2 separate regions of the Mus musculus genome follow, and region 1 is linked to region 2. The links are chromatin contacts, called in public promoter capture Hi-C maps. All regions are on one chromosome and are shown on one strand. Each heading gives the region's core, a stretch centred on a gene start, on an enhancer-like site or on the middle of the called end of the contact. The rest is flanking DNA. Distances are from core to core; before and after follow the strand shown. Region 1 overlaps Atp9a (ATPase, class II, type 9A). Region 2 overlaps Nfatc2 (nuclear factor of activated T cells, cytoplasmic, calcineurin dependent 2).

Evidence for each region. Capture Hi-C pulls out chosen DNA fragments and counts their contacts.
Region 1: a promoter capture Hi-C map of liver shows a contact between it and region 2. The contact joins two enhancer-like sites. A contact is called at or near these places in 2 of 9 other capture datasets (embryonic stem cells and liver).

Annotation. Positions count from the first base shown.
Region 1 is chr2:168,724,887-168,728,049 of GRCm38.p6, forward strand. The region is part of intron 1 of Atp9a (ATPase, class II, type 9A); the gene reads right to left. Among named protein-coding and RNA genes, the nearest start is that of Atp9a, 15 kb to the right of the region's middle. Within about 2 kb of position 1,310, at least 71 of the 459 cell types and tissues checked have an H3K27ac peak or open chromatin away from gene starts, as enhancers often do. A contact at or near this core is called in liver, where this site is marked.
Region 2 is chr2:168,554,543-168,558,151 of GRCm38.p6, forward strand. The region is part of intron 3 of Nfatc2 (nuclear factor of activated T cells, cytoplasmic, calcineurin dependent 2); the gene reads right to left. Among named protein-coding and RNA genes, the nearest start is that of Nfatc2, 34 kb to the right of the region's middle. Within about 2 kb of position 1,924, at least 72 of the 459 cell types and tissues checked have an H3K27ac peak or open chromatin away from gene starts, as enhancers often do. A contact at or near this core is called in liver, where this site is marked.

The DNA of each region.
Region 1 (3,163 bases), core at 60-2,559, 170 kb after region 2:
AGAGTGGCTTCCAGGCAGCTAGGATGAGGGTCTTAAAGCCCAGGCCCACAGTGACACACCTACTCCAACAAGGCCACACCTCCAAACAGTGCCACTCCCTGGGCCAAGCATATTCAAACCACCATGTCACGTCTCAAACAAAATACAGAAAAGCCGGGTCTGATGACACAAGACTTAATTCTAACACCCAGGGGGCAGATGCAGGGGGATCTCTGTGAGTTCCACACCAGCTAGAGCTACATATTGAGACCAAGTCTCAAAAAACCCCAAACTGGGTCTGGAGAGATGGCTCAGCAACTCAAGAGTCCTCCTGCTGTTGTAGGAACCAGAGCTCAATGGTTAGTGCCTCTCTCAGGATGCTCCGTGGTTCCAGCTCCCAGGACTCCCCAATACCACAGACCCCCGATACCAGGTACACTGTTGTGGGAAGCCGCCCCCACATTCGCCGTCACAAGATGGCGCTGACAGCTGTGTTCTAAGTGGTAAACAAATAATCTGCGCATGTGCCAAGGGTATTTCTCCACCCCATGTACTCTGCCTTCCCCGTGGCAACAACTCGGCCCTGGGCTGCAGCCAATCAGGGAGTGATACGTCCTAGGCGAAGGATAACTCTCCTAAATAGGGACGGGGTTTCGCTTTCGTTTTGGGGCTTTTCGCTTTTGGGGCTTGGGGCTTTGGGGCTTGCTCTCTTGCTCCTAAAGATGTAAACAATAGAGCGCGCTCTGGCGCTCTGGCGCTCTTGCTCCTAAAGATGTAAGCAATGGGGGGCTTGCACTCTTACTCCTGAAGATGTAAGCAATAAAGTTTTGCCGCAGAAGATTCTGGTTTGTTGTGTTCTTCCTGGCCGGTCGTGAGAACGCGTGTAAGACACTGTGTTTCTCATACGTACATGAAGGCAAAACACTCAGAAGAGAAATAACCAAGATCTCCTTTTTGGGGAGGAGGGTCAAGACAGGGTTTCTTTTGTTCTAGAAGTCGCTCTGTAGACCAGGCTAGCCTTGAACTCACAGATCCCACCTGCCTCTGCTTCCTGAGTGCTGAGATCAAAGGCATATGCCACAGCTGCCCAGCCCCCCTTTTTTTTTTAAATAAAAATCCCAAACAACAAAGCACTGGTTGGTATTAACCTTGGCATTTTTCAAAAAGGAACTCAGTTGCTCCAGTTCATGGGTAAAAGCAGCTGAGCCCAAACTTGAACCACACAGTCTGTTTGCATCTGAGTCTCTGAAGCCAGCCAGGCCTTGGGGAACCTCCACCTCACTGTGAACTTTCCTCTCCCTTCCCCTGTTCCCATGGAGACCAGCAGCAAGCCACTGCTACAGACAGCTCAGCTGTGATGTGGGCGGGGCCTTGTCACGGAGAAGCCTCAGCAAGGCCATAGGAAAGGCTGCCGGGACCCTGTATAGTCCAGTCCTGCAGTGAGTGACCATTACTCCAGCACTTGGGAGGATGAAGGAGAGTCAGGAGTTCAAGGTCAGCCTTGGCGGCACATTCCATTCCGACACAGAAATGTCGACACAGTCAGGCCGGGAGTGTGAGGCCAGCTTAGTGACCAGGCATTGTCAGCAGGCAGACACGGAACCCTGGCCCCCCCTATGCTACCAACCCCCCCCCTTTTAACAGAAGCCAGACATGACTGCATCCAGCCCTCTCACCCACAGCAGCTTGAGATGACAAACTGTGACCACACCTGTCATCCCAGCCCTGATGGAGACTGTGGGACCAGCCTGGGCTACATAGTAAGACCCTACCTCAGAAAGACCAGAATAACGTACTTAGTCTTGCTTTTGTAGAACCTTCCAGAAACCCACATAATAAAATGTGATCAGACCCTTTGAGCATCTACTCACTTGAGAATGCGGCCAATAAAAATTCCTCCAAAGACAAGGTTCCCCGTGATGACTTAGCAAGTCAAGGAGTTTGCCACCAAGCCTCGTGGCTTGCCCAGTCCCCAGGCCCATGTGGATGGAAGGAGAGAACAGTTCTACAACTATCTGGCCTCCGCATGAGGACCATGGTATACACCCACCCCCAACCCAACAAGACAATAATAAAATTTTTGTTTATTTATTTAGACAAGATCTCACTATGTAGCCCAGGCCGGCCTCCTAAGCACCAGGTCTGACGGTGTGTGCCACACCTAGCAAAATATATATACATATTTAATTTTTAAAACTATATAAAGTTTATCAAGACTATCTTCAATACAAAAATTATACTTTACAATAGTAAAAACAAGCTGGAAAATCCTGACTGACTAGCCTCAGAGGGAAACCAACTGCAATGTTAGTGGAGGCTGAGGCACTCGAATCCTCAGCTCACAGCCGCCACAGTCCAGCTCCAGGGATGGAGCCAACGCCCCCTTCACCCTCCGTTGTCACACATACGCACGTACACATGGATTCTTAGAGGTTGAGCTTTAACTCTAGTGAGCAGTGGCACCTGTGTCGCATATGCAAAGGCCCTGCATCCCAACCCAGCACCAAGACTTGGGACAATAATCACTAGGTGCTGCACCAGGAACTATCACTCTAATTCCCAGATGGAAGGGCTGTGATTTAAAAACCCCACTGGGCAGCTCATCGGATGACCTACAGCTGTTATCTAAGTCCTCTGAGGTAAGGACAGGGTGAGGCCAGCCTGGGCTACATGAGGCCCTGCCTCAAAGCAATCATCCCACTGGGGCCCCAGAGCCGGGGTTTCTCGCTGTAGTTCTGGGCTGTACAAGGTCTTCCTGGTCCCATAGGCCCTCTCATTCTCATACCCACTGACTCAGGAGGGACACTCGTGACTATGACCCCAAGGCTCAGCCCGTGGGTTAGCGACTGCTGGAAAGTCTCAGTGATACCACAGCTGTGATGCACAGGCTGGGACAGGAATGAGCGACCTTCAAGCACCAGGCCAGCATGGGTTCAGTCTGCAAGCTGAGACCCAGGGTCTGAGAAGGGTCTGGAGACCTCACTAAGGCCTAGAAACAGGGGCTATGGAAGGAGGGAGAGAAAGAAAGAGTGGGAGGAAAGGAAGGGGGAGGAGAAAGCAAACAGAAAGGATGGGGGGCCGGGAGGGCAGGGTGGCCGCAGGGCAGGGGCATGTGGAGTTCTTTAAGCTCTGCAGACTGCACGGAGCACACACAATTCCCCAGACAAGCTTTACACACCTAGGG
Region 2 (3,609 bases), core at 674-3,173:
GATGGAAACAGGACAGTTCTGCTTATGCGGGATCCTGTCACCCATGCTGACCTCAGCCCCAGGCCCCCACGCAGGAATCTCCCCACTGCCCTGCACAGCAGGAGGTTAGCATAGAGTGGACCCAAGACACACTGCCTCCAGCTGCTGACACTGTTGAGCCTGAGATTCATAAGGCTAGGAAGCACCAGTCACACACTGGGCTGCGAGTATATGGGACAACACAGTCACTGCCTTGTGGACTGTGGGGACAGCTAGCAGGAGCAGCTCCTGGAGAGAGTTCTAAGGACTCAGTTACCCTCCTCCCAGGATATCATCAATTTAAACCATCAGCGTCCCTCAGTGTACCCATGAGTCTCGCTGTAGGCTCTGACATTTTGACATAGAAGAAGCCCAAAACCACTGCTGCCTTCACTCCAAGAATGAGCCCCATGCTACACACATCCTTTCTACCACAGTCCAGAGAGGCCGAGGCACCCAGCACAGAGGAGCAACAAGCAGTCGGCTGTTCAAGACAAGTCCAGATGTGGTTGCTGCCACAGCTCCTTCTGCATACTCAGCCTGGCCATTTTTCTCTTTCCTGGCAGTGGAAATCAACCCCTAGAAGCCACCCCCTCTATTGTTAGCTCGTTCACTCTACTACCCATGTGGCCTCCCTCACCCATTTCTGCTTCAAGTAACCCACAAGTTCCCTATGTGTAGCTGACCCTTGGTAAAGCCTCATCTGACTAAATAAAAAGGTTGCTGGCCAACCTGGCCAGAGATGGGAAGACCGTGGAGTGGAGCAAGGGTAGCAGCATTGTCCTCGGCAGCTTGGCTGGAGTCGGAGGCAGGATAAAGGGTTTCCCACTAAGAACCATCACTCCAGCCCGGCTCTGACGGGGGATGCGAGCTTCCCAAGCCAGGATCCACGGCCAGGTCCCAAACAAATCATAGCAACTTTCTCCCTGGCTGCTGTACTTCCCAAGTCATGGCTTTCTACAAATCACATCCACACCCAGGGTCCAAGGTTGTGCACGCAGGCCCAGCCTTTCCTCACCAAGAAAACCAGACAGAAAATCTACCAGAAGTAGATCCAAACAGAAAAGGCATCAGAGGACAAGTCCACAGCCAATGTGGCGCACACATACGGGAGGAATGCTTTGGGGTCACTCAGACTTCCTTTGCCTTGGGTTTTTTTGAAATACACTATTACTACGTAGCCCAGACAGGCCTCAAACTGACAGCAATCCTCCTGCCTGAGCCTCCCACGTACTAGATCAGAGTTGAGCACACCATCCCAACATAATATGAGGCTGTAATTCTTAATTCTTTCTTCCCTGCGATTCCTACTGAAAGTCCCTGACCTAGCCCTTGGTCCTTCTTGGTTCCCGCTCATCAGCACCCCAGCATGTTCCCTAGGGACAGTCGCTTCGTCCAGCTTCAACTCATTCTGCCCTCTGCTCACAAAGGAAAAGAGGGGAGTGGGGAGGAGGGGGTACCTCAGAGCAGGAAGGGGAGATGAGATGGGGCAGCCTGCTCACTAGGCACAATGAACAAGCCTGCTCCCTTGTTCAGAGCCAGGCCTGGGACCCCAACCCGAGCCCAGTCCTAAAAGCGTTAGTTCAAAGTTAAAGTTAGCCACACGCAACATCGAAGCCCCAAGGGGAACTCGGAGCTCAAAGACAATGCTCCCTTTGACTGCGAACCGCAGGGGAACACCCACAGCATACTTCTCGATTAAAAAAGGAAAGTGAAAAAGAAGCTTTTTCTTCCGTCTTCTTCGTCTTATAAAACTAACTTGTGCTTAGCCCATGAAGTTTAGCTCCTGTTAGCCTCAGGCTGGCCCAAGGCACACTGGCCACAGAGACAAGGGCCCTGCGAAGCCTGGCTGTGGCCCGGTGAACTGACATGCCCCCCACGAATCACTGCAGCTTCCTTCCTCCGCTTCCTTCAGCACAGGAAAGCCACCGAGGGCCAGCCTGCCTCACACGCCTAGCGCCCAACACCCAGGGTATGGTGCATCTGAGAGGCTGAGGCAAACAGGGCTTCCCGGGGCTGCCTAAGAGACAAGCAGGACCCTTGGATTGTGCTTCACATAGCCGATTAAATGCCTATGGTGTGACAAGTTGTCGGATGAAGGGTGTATGGGGACAGACTGTAAAGTGACACATAGCAAAGACGCAGAGGGTGATGGGGGGTGGGGGGAAGCGGCTGGCAGGAGGCAGATAAAACAGCCACTGGATGGCACAGACAAGGAGCAGGACACACGTCTCTGTCTCCTCATCCAATGCCTGCTGGTTGGGTAGTAACTGAAGTTGCACAGTAGCTGAGCAAAGGCTGAGGGACTGGGTCCCTCCCTCATCTGCACACACCATCTTGCACCTCTCAAGTAATTACATTGCATGGTTACTATAGCCTGTCTCCACCTTTGCGCCAACGTTAGAGTCCAGGAGGCACGTGTCAGAGCACTGTTTGTTTTAACAGTTCACTGAGGGCTGATGGGAACTTGGCTTTTCTAGTGTCTTATAAAAAAAAAAAAAAAAACCTCGGAAGTGTCACAGCAAAACTCACATGGAAACCAAAACTCCTAAGTTCGCCCATGCAAGCAGTGTCCTCAGAGCCTTCAAGATGACCATACTAATTATCCCGTCCCCACACTCCGATTCTACCTAATGTCATCTCTAACACCTCGGCAGGAAGTCGCCAGGCTGCATCTTTACAACCCCTTGTGGCCCCTCCCACTCTCTCTTTCTCTCTTTCTCTTTCTCTCTTTCTCTCTCTCTCTCTCCCTCCCTCCCTCCCTCCCTTCCTCCCTCCTGACAGGCTGCACATCTCCTTCCATCAGAGGTGACGGTCTCTCTCGTCAATCCATCATTCCCATGTCCTGCTCCACAGAGGACAAGATCAGACATCCTTCAGCCTCTGAAGGCCACGCTGTCTCTGTCAATAATACTCACCCATGCCTTAACAATAGCAAAGCCACAATGGATGTCATTTAAATGAGGGGACGTCACTGTGTGCTAATATAACTTTATCTAGAAAGGCAAATGAGGGACCACACTTGGCTACATGATTTGAAGACCTCTCCCCGAGAAGAGAAGGACACATCTCAGGAGCTAACATGCGCATGGTCACTCGGTGCCATAGGCTCTCTCTGTCTCTCAAGAAGCCCACACTTCTACCACATTCTCAGGGCATGCCTGAGCCACACCCATTGTGTACTTAACGAGTATCTAGCACAGGGCTGGGGACATGTGTCCAGGACTTAACACTCACTAGGTAGCAGAAGCTGCCAAGAAAACAATCCTTGCCCTGCACAATGGCCTCAATGGTACACTGCACCCACAGACCGCACGCCAGCAACCCTGGATCCCTGTACCACTTTCTGATGGACCAAGGAGAGGTGCCGAAGCATGGCTTAATTGACATGGCTCCACTCGGGAGCAGGCAGAGGTGAGGTTTCCTGAATGCTCCTGATGCAGGCTCCCGATGTGACCTTCGTCAGATGACATGACAGCTTTCCCATGACTATCAGATGGGAATATGGGATGCCAGCAGAGGCCCGGGAGTCCAGGGGAAACCTCTGGGATTCCTGCTAAGTCTGTTAGACACCCCAATGCTGTCTCTGTT